Linked DNA regions of Pan troglodytes: region 2 is linked to region 1. Evidence: chromatin contacts called from public Hi-C data. All regions are on one chromosome and are shown on one strand. Each heading gives the region's core, a stretch centred on a gene start, on an enhancer-like site or on the middle of the called end of the contact. The rest is flanking DNA. Distances are from core to core; before and after follow the strand shown. Region 1 overlaps PACRG (parkin coregulated). Region 2 holds the start of QKI (QKI, KH domain containing RNA binding).

What was found. A called contact is a pair of places that touch in the nucleus more often than the background predicts.
Region 2: a contact with region 1 is called in a Hi-C map of stem cell-derived neural progenitor cells, with 4 times the contacts expected there. The contact joins the promoter of QKI here to the enhancer-like site in region 1. A contact is called at or near these places in 2 of 7 Hi-C or Micro-C datasets (induced pluripotent stem cells and stem cell-derived neural progenitor cells), 1 of 1 datasets of contacts at active chromatin or transcription factors (stem cell-derived excitatory neurons) and 1 of 1 other capture datasets (stem cell-derived neural stem cells).

The regions. Positions count from the first base shown.
Region 1 is chr5:175,266,291-175,270,890 of NHGRI_mPanTro3-v2.0_pri, reverse strand. All of the region lies in intron 5 of PACRG (parkin coregulated), which reads right to left. It overlaps LOC129144418 (a long non-coding RNA gene), which reads left to right. Exons shown (of 2, transcript XR_008548857.2): 2 at 1-1,561. Among named protein-coding and RNA genes, the nearest start is that of QKI, 230 kb to the left of the region's middle. Within about 2 kb of position 2,595, at least 6 of the 24 cell types and tissues checked have an H3K27ac peak or open chromatin away from gene starts, as enhancers often do. A contact at or near this core is called in stem cell-derived neural progenitor cells, where this site is marked.
Region 2 is chr5:175,499,519-175,504,254 of NHGRI_mPanTro3-v2.0_pri, reverse strand. It overlaps QKI (QKI, KH domain containing RNA binding), which reads right to left and starts at 3,331. Exons shown (of 8, transcript XM_016956760.4): 1 at 2,711-3,331. The coding sequence starts at 2,852.

The DNA of each region.
Region 1 (4,600 bases), core at 1,346-3,845:
TCGATGTGCTCCAGTACAGCCAAAATACTGTTCCAGTGAGTAAGACACCCATTAGAGTGATGAGCTTCCTACAGGACAAGAATCTCTCCATATTTTACTTTAAACCAAATCAGTGTTGCATTGCTTTGTATTAAGAATCCAAAAAGAAATATTGTGTAATACAATCAGTAAAAAACCTACAGTTTCGTTACAGTTATATTTTTATCATTGGCCTGCGTTTTCCTAATTTCAGAAGTATACGTGATCATTTTAGATACAGGAAATGACTTCTTTTAATTTTTCTTGTAGTGAAAGTTTTACAATTCTTTAGTCAAGCCTACTGATTAGCTTAAAAACCCTAATAAAAGGAGTGACCACACATACATCTCTGTAGGTATAAATCAAGGTTGGGAAATTTTAAAGGTGCATTTCTTTTTCTTCCTTTTTTTTTTTCTTTAACCCTATGTCTTCTAGGCAGCTTGGCCTCTAAATCTGCTTCCCACTGATGGGAAGAGCTGACAGAAGCTTTAGAGAGGCACAGGGTGAGTTCCTAAAACCAGAGTCAACACACACTCTTCATCTGTTTTGTGCTTCACTCCCTGCTCATCTTTCTAAAACACTGAGTTTGGTCATATCATGTCCTACAAGTTGTCAATGATTTCCCATGATCTTGTCTTCAGGATAAAGTTCCTTAGTCAAAAGCAATGAAGACCTGACCTAATCTGTAAGGCAAAATCAACACTTTTTAGCCTGGCCTTCCATGCCCTTCCATGCCCTTCGAGCCCCCAGAGCACCCATGGCAGTCCATCTCTCTCTACTTGTCCAGATGGACACTCTCTTAGAGCCAGTGGCTCCTAGTCATTGTTCCCTGAACACGTCGTGGGAATGTTTGCCTTCATACCTTCCCAGATCATTTTCCTGATCTCAGACACCCTCCGTCCTCATTCATTCACTCTTCAATTGTCCAACAAATATTTGTTGCTCATGCAACCTGGATCACCCACATAGTTTCAAGACGGCATCTTCTAAACTATTTAAATCCTATCCATTCTTCAAGAAATGTTTCATGACGCTTCCTTAACTGCTAAGGACCCGCAGATTCTCTTCCTCTTGGGACTCACACACTGACTCATCTCCCGCTCTTTTGGTGCTCAGCAAAGTGGAGGCCTCTATTTTGGACTTAGAGTCAAGACCATTAAATAAGACTATGCTCTAAAAAGTACACCTCCGTGGCCCGGAACGAGTGAATTAACATCTATGAGTTTCCATTTCCTTGTCTATAAAATTGTGAAATTGCAACTTAAGATTAGTTCTGAAGATTGAATGAGGTAACATAGGTGAAAATGCCACATTTATGTAACAAATTACTCTTTCATAAGGATGTCAATGTTTAAATACGCATTTTCTCAATTTTGTTAATGAAATACTTTGAAATTCTTTTTTCTAATGAAACCTGCTGAATGTAAAAGAGACCCGTACTAAAGAAAGATACCACATGAAGCACCAAGGGTCTCTTTCTGGATCTATCATGACTCTTGTGACTGTTTCAGCAGCACAGAAATTAAAGGCGATTGTTATTCTGGAGGAAGACAATGAGTCTCATCTATATCTTGTTTGGGTTGATTTTGTAAACAGAATATTCCAAAGATCATTCTTGCCTTTTGTTTCCACTGAGAACTAGAATAAAGTAAAACAAACTATCAATTTAAGGAAAGCCTCGAAATTGTTAGCAATTTCTTCAGTAACTTTCATCCATCAGCTGATTTTATGAACACAAATTTGCGGAAATGGGCAAGAAAAATTACTGAACTCATTGGTGGGAAGCAGTGGGCTCTCTAAGGAGGGAGAGATAGCAGTGATTTCACCACCGGACAGTGGAACACAAAGAGCCTGGAAGAGTCTATCACTTTCAACTGAAACCGCAAGAAGAACTAAGTAGGTTAAGCCCTAAGAATGTTCCTAGGTAACCTACTTGAGTTGAAATTTGACTAAGAATCCTTACACCCTACCTAAGAGAGGTAACGCTATTAGGATCGGAAGTGATTGGAAGTTTCAGATCTCGTCCAAAAGGGAGAACGGTCAATGACAAAGCTGCTGTGAATAGTATTCTGGGGGCGTGGTGGAACCCCGATTCACTGCTATCTCCCGAATCAGCAACTTGATAGAGAGCGCCTCCCGGGCCTTGGAAGCCTTCCATTCCGAGCTGGCTGGGTGGGACTCAGGTTTTATGGTATGCTGGACTTTTTCCCCGTGAGTTAAAACACATTTATAGTAACTAAGTTGTTAATGATGAGAAAAAACCCCAAACTACCGTACTAATAATCAAACTCTGCTATTTGGTTTGTAAAAAACAAAAATACATCTATAAAAAGGGTTGGCCGGAGATGTGTCTGTATTTTTTTTTTTTTGCCACCTCAAGCAAATAATCTCTGATTCTCCCCTGTCCATGAGGACCCATTTCCAGGGGCAAATCCTCCGGGGGTGGACTTGTCCTTGGAAGGGGGAGGGGAGGGCTGCTGGCACGAGACACAGAGACTGGGAACAAGTTCACAGTGTTCATCTCCGGGGACTCACAGAAGAATGGAGAATTGGCTCTTTCATCTCCAGCCCCGGTACTGCTTTTCACTGCCCCTGAGCCTCTGCTGTCCCCAAGCGGCCGTCTGGATCACAGAGGTGGCCACAGAGATCGGGGCTGAGTGTGTGGGTCAAAGTTCCTAGGCTGCCTGTTTCAGGAGGTTGCATCATGTATTCTTTAACCCTTCCTTTACAAGATAGCCCGAGGTGTGGGAGTAAAATGGTCAGGCAAATAGGTTTCAGGGTCAGTCTGACTCGGTTTCAGACCCTGGTTCCAGCGATAGTTATCAATGTGGCAGCAGGATCCCTCAGCCCCTTCTATCCCACACAGGTGCCCGCACAGCTGAATAGATGGTTTAGTGCTGCTTTGGTATCCGGAGAAGGCTGTTAACCTGAAGAGTTAGAGACACTCAGGCTGAGGCTGACCTATCTGGGTTCACACCCTGGCTCTGTCATTTGCAATCTGAGTGACTCTGGGTCAATGTCATAACTGTACGGAGCCCCAGCTTTCAAATACATGAAATGAGAATGAAAATGCCACGCGGGTGAAACACACACAACGCTCGGCGCCTGGTGACTCCAGGAGACGCAGCATTTGCTGTTAATAATTAGTGAATAATTTTTGAGAAAAGAAATGTAAAATCAGATTTTTTGCCCATTTTTTTAACCTAAAGAAACAGTGCCTTTTTGGCCTCTACATGTTTGAAGAACCAAATAAATGGCTCATAAGAGTAAAGGAATTAAACTGCTTTTTTTTGTAACCATACAAAAAACCCCTCTTAAACTCAATGAATTTTTATTTTTATTTTTTTTGAGACAGAGTATCACTGTTGCCCAGGCTAGAGTACAGTGGTGTAATCATAGCTCACTGCAGCCTTGAATTCCTGGGCTCAAGCGATCCTCCTGCCTCAGCCTCCCGAAGTGCTGGGATGACAAGTGTGAGCCACTGCACCTGGTCCTCATTGAAACTTTTTAGCAGTGTTTTCCACACTCTATTTATTATAGGTGTATGATAATCTATGTAACAACCTATGCAAACTCATTCAGTGCACAGTATACAAGCTGTGTCTCGAACTAGTTAGTAGAACATCTTGTGAAGGCTTCGTGATATTTTAACGAACATACTTGTCACTAAACACAAATGGAGAGAACTGTTTATCTTCACAAGGATCAGCTAGGTGAGGGACTCACTCCTAGCTTTCTACTGGAGAAGTGGGCGTGCCTAGGAAACGCATCAAAACTAGAATCTCTAGCACAAAGCTCAGTCTCTTAAACAGAGATGCTGGTCAGCAGCCACAGCAAAACCCAAAATTATGTATGGCTTGGAAAGGATCACAATGACCAGAGCTGATCACTGGATAATGCAAGTAATTTCAAAGTCAATGTCGTCTCCAGAAAGACCACTTCCAGTCAGTGTAACCACTGGATAAACTACACAGGTAATAGCCAGCCAGGCATGTGTCCAGCACACAGGAACCTCCCAGGAGGGCTCGGCTGGGACACTGGACGGGCTGCCTGGCGGTTCCTGCCTGTATGGCCTTGGGCAAGGAGACTTGCTGGTCTGGTCTGCGAGAATGTCATCTGTAAGTGAACGGGGGAGAATGAGACAGTAACTCAGAGCTTATACTTGGATCCCACCTTAACACTTATAAAGGCTTACAGAGTGGACGGGAACTCATACGCCATGCAAGAAAACTAGTGATATAAGAAAATTCTTCTTCTTTTTTTTTTTTTTTGAGACAGATCTTGCTCTCTTGCTCCAGCTGGAGTGCAGTGGCACAATTTGGCTCACTGCAGCATCAAACTGCCAGGCTCAGATGATTCTCCCATCTCGGCCTCCCGAGTAGCAGGGACTATAGGCATATGCCAACACACCTGGATTACTTTTGAACTTCTTTTATAGAGACAGGGTTTCACCATGTTGCCCAGGCTGGCCTGGAACTCCTTCCCAGGCTGAAGCAATCCACCTTCATCAGCCTCCCAAAGTGTTGGGATTACAAGCGTGAGCCACCACGATTTGCCAGAAGTTTTTTTTTTTTTTTATTTA
Region 2 (4,736 bases), core at 2,082-4,581, 230 kb before region 1:
ACAAAGGGGTAAAGCACAAGATGCCAAATTTCACAATTAAATCATCCAGAAAAAAAAATGTGAGGACTTCAGAAACCAATATTTTTCTTAAGTCAAATTAAGTTTATAACAAGGCTAACAATTACAGGAAGCAGCTTATTCCACACTAAGGAATAGCCCTTTTTCCTGCATGTTTGTACTGGTCTGATAAAAAACAATCAAACTTCCTCGTCATTATATTGCCCATTTTAAACATACTATATGCCACACAGAAGCAATCTTTACACTGGGGAATTGACAAGGCTAAAACTAAAGATAGTAAGACGAGAGATGGAGTAAACCACATTAAAAGGGGAAGGGGAAACAAACATTATCTAGGAGATATCATAGTGGTCTCTTATATTTAAAACGCAAACGAGTACTATTTCCAACCAGAGAGAAATAAGCCTTTGTCAGAGACAATGACATAATTGAAATTTCTGGATTTGAAAGATTAAAAATTATTAAAGCCTAAGGTTGGAAACTTCATAACAAGGAATCAGCTCTAAATTTAGAGATTTTAGATCAACATAAAAGCACAAGAAGCCTTTTAAAACTAAAGAACGCAAAAGTATGCAGCTTTTTAAATAGTATACATAAGGTGAAAGTATTTTCAAACTTTTTTTTGGAATCTCCTACAGTCTTTGAATTCGACATTTCAGGAATGCAATTTAATTTTAATTAACCCTAAATATTGCCAAGGCCTATTTTCATTTTATCATCGATAAAGGATTCCTTCTAAACAACTGCACTCAAGAAAAAAAACTTTCACCAGAAATTGTTACTAATACTACTAAAACTTTAACTTAACCAAAATATGCCAAGGAGAAGACAGTAAGAGTGTTATTTTGAAACGTCATAAAGTTGTGCCAATAATTTTAAGGAAAGTATTTTCAATGTTCGAAAACACTATATAAACACATTATGACAAATCAAATAATCTACAACTTAAGTTTCAACTAAATTTAATACAGGTCAGTCAGATTGAGTATGTTACACATTTTGTTCCAACCATTTCCATGGTTAAAAAATAACTGGCGCCCCTTAGCGCTCACATTTGGAAATACTCAATTTAAGAGTTCCAGCATTTTTTTTTTTTTTTTTTTTGACATTCCAGAAAGTTTTCTGCCTCCACAATCTTTCAAATGCCAACACAAATAGGAAAAGCAGAACCCCTTAAAGGGACAGCTCAGGTTTTCTCTGAAGCAACTTGAAATTAACAGATTTGCTGTTCCAACAGTGGAAAATGCCCATTTCAATGTTGGTGAGTGCTGTATGTTTAACATACGGAAGCAAAACGACGAGAAAGCCGTAACACCTAACCATTTTCTACTTTTAGGTTGTTTCTATGACTTTGAAGACAACAGAACTCCTGAGATTTTTCTTTAACCATTTTTTATCATGGAAACATTTCCGGCCTTTTGTTCTCTAGTGACATTCCAACTCCCCAAGCTTCAAACTCCTGTTCCCCGACTCTATTTTTAAAATCTCGAAATTCTTGCGAAAAATCTAAACTCCATCGTTCATCTCTTCAACCTGTAGTTTTCAGTTTCCTTTACACAGTCCTCCGGTGGTGCCTCTAAGCAGAAAAAAAAAAAAAAAAAAAAAACAACTCCTGGCTAGTCGATTTTCGAAACAGACTTTTTTTGTGGTCTTTCTTTTCTCTAGGCGTCCACAGAAACCCACAGCTACTAGAAATTAATACTTCAGGTACTGCTATGAGAACTTCTTAAGGAAATTCCAGAGTTGGTCAACATTAATCTTCTTGTCATTCTTCACTCCCCGCAGCGCTCCATACAGCTTTTTGGAAACTTTGGCTCAATTTTATTTCGCCCTTTCCAAACGTCTCGAAACCCTGTCCTACAAACTCAGGCGGCTGCGTCCCCGGCAGCAAACCCTCCGCCCAAGTTCTTCTAACTCAGGCTGCGCTCCGATCTGTCATCGCGTTATTTCGCACTCCACCCCCCACCCCCACCCCCGAAAAGTGAAGTTCAACTCCCTAACAGTTCTCGCTTCCCCAAACAAAAGGGAAAAAAGTGCTTTTCGCCGTCACTTAGTCCTCCTTGTCGGCTACGCCAGCATAATTTCGGTCTCCTACGGAATTTCTTTAAACTAACGAGCCCCACACTGACTTCCACTTAGTGTTTAACAGCTGCACCAACTCCCCAACCACGAAACCCCGCTTTAGTCCTCACGGGAGGGGAGAGATCCCGAACGCGGGGCGGTGGGGGTCCGCGCAAAGCAGGCTCGGGAGGCCGAGCGGAGGAGCGGGGCCCGCGCCGGGGACACGCGTCCTCCAGGCCGGCGGCGCGGCGTGGGCCTGCTCTCGGGAGGGCTCGGCGAGGACCACCGAGTCCGCGCAGCCCCCGCCGACCTCTCGGAAATGTGACCGCCAAAGCTAGAGGGGCCGCAGGGCTCACCCCGCAGCCCTCCGCAGCGCGCAAACTTGGACGCCAGCGGCGCGGGGTCCCGGCCGGGCAGGGGGCGTCCGGCACCGGCGGGTCCACCCCGGCCCGCCCGCCCGCCGCAAGCCCGGCCCGGCACCTCCTTTGTGCGCCCTCCGGGCCTCCCAGTCCCCCCGGCGCTCGGTCCCGCCCGGCCGTGACCTTCCCGCCCTCCCCACCATCCCAAGCGGGGAAAGGGGCCGCCCCGGCGGGGGTCGGGCCGGGGCCGGGGCCCTGGAGACGCTCACCTTCGTCCAGCAGCCGCTCGAGGTGGTTGAAGATCCCGCAGAAGTTGGGCAGGCTGCTCATGAGCTTCTTGTCGTTCATCAGCTGCATCAGGTAATCTGGGGTGGGCTTCGGCTTCTCCTTCGTTTCCATTTCCCCGACCATATTCCAGGCTCCGCAGCTCACTCCGCCCGCCGCCGCCGCCGCCGCCGCCGCCGGAGAGGAGGGAGGGGCGGGGGCGAGCCCCGGCCGCGGGCCGCTCGGGACCCGGCGTCCCAATCCGCGCCGGCTCCCGCTCTGGCTCCCGCGCCGAGCCCCGGGGCGGCCGGCACCGCGCGCTCGCCCGCCCCCCGCAGGCACTTTCCGCCCGGGCCCGACGCGCTCCCAGCCGCCGCCGCTCTCGGCCGCCCGGCTCGGCGCGTCCCTCACGAGGCCGGCGGGCTGGCGGGAGGCGGGTCTCGGCTGGCCGAGTGCGGGCGCGGGGCGCGGGCTGCTGGCGCCGGACGAGGAGGAGCCGGGGCCGCCGCTCGCTCGGCTGGTCGAGCCCGCTCAGCGCCGCCGCCGCCTGTGCCGCGGGCTCGGGGGGTCTCTCTGGGCTGGTCCCCGCCGCGGCGCCTCTGCCGCTGCCGCCGCGCTCCGACTGCGCTCCTCCTCTTCCTCCTCCTCCTTCTCCTCCTCCTCCTCCTCCTCCTCCTCACTCACTTGGCGGCGGAGTTCGCCTCAGTTCAGGCGGCGCTGCCAGCGGCGGCGGCAGCAGCGGCGGCGGCGGGGGGAGGGGCAGCGGCGCGGGGAGGGCCGGGGGCGGGCGGCGGGCGGGGCCGGCGGCCGTTAGCGGGTCCCGGCCGGCGCGCTCCCGCTGCCCGCCGCCCCCCGACCTGGGCAGCCGCCGGCGCCGCGCCCCCTCCTCCCTGCCTCCCCGGCGGGGCGGGCGACGGGGGCAACGGGAGCGTGACGGACTGCGGCGCTCGGCGGGCCTGGGCGCAGGGACTGGGTCGCCGCCGTGCGGGGCGCCCGGGGCGGGTGGGTGTGGGCTGCGGGGCCGACGGCCGCGGGGGGGGGCGCGGGGCTTTCCACGGCACGGGGCGGGTGGGGCTGCGGGCGCGGTCGGGGCTGGCGCGGCAGGCGAGAGGAATTCCAGCGGGACGCGCCAGCGCTGCCTCCGCCTCGCCTCCCGTTACTATAGTTTTTTCAGAACCTCTTATCCACCCCGCAGAAGAGAAATTTTTTTTTAACGTCCTGTTGCTTCACGGGGGACTTTCGGGGTGGGCATCACGTGGCCCGACACGTAGCCGTGGGGCTCCAGAGCGCGTGCGCGCGTCGAGCCCGGTCGCCACGCCCCTTCCGAGGGTCGCTCCGCCCCCGTCGGGCTCCGCGTGCGCGCGGTGGGGGAGGGGAGGGCCCCGGAGCGCGCCTGCGTGGGGCGGGGGCGGGGGCGGCAGCCGACTAGGGGCTGGGTCTGGCCGTTTAGGGCCGGGTCTTGGCCCGTCGCCCACGGTGCGGAGGGCTGGTGGGCTTTCGTTGGCCGTCGGGCCCGCCACGGCGCGGGTCTTGGCTGCGGGGCGGAGGTGGTGCGGGAGAGCCGAGGATAAGAGTTTGAGGCTTTTCGAGGCGCGTGCCGCGGCGTCCGCCTCTGCGGGACTCTGCGCCGGGCGCCCTCGGCCGGCGCGCCCGGCTCCCGCTTTGTCGCCGAGGGAAGCACGCGCGACGCCCCTCCCGTCGCCGCCGTGGCTTCTTTCGGTGTTCGTGATCTGAGAGGCTGGAAAGCAGCACGGCGGAGAGGAGCCTTGCACTCGCCAGGCGGGAAGCCTGCGCGGACACGCGTGCGCACCCACGGGGCGGCGGGCGGGCGTGGGGGGTCCGGGCCACGCGGGCGACGCGCCTCTAGGGAAGCGATCTTGTTGCACCTTCCCGTTATTCCGAAAGCAAATCGTAGCCAGACCCGAGCGCAGCGGCTTAGCAAATAATAAGGGGAGCGTCAGTCGTGCTCGAAATGCTTCCTTCGCGATGGCGTCAGTGTTCCGTGAGGGAATGAAGCCGCAGTAGGAAATA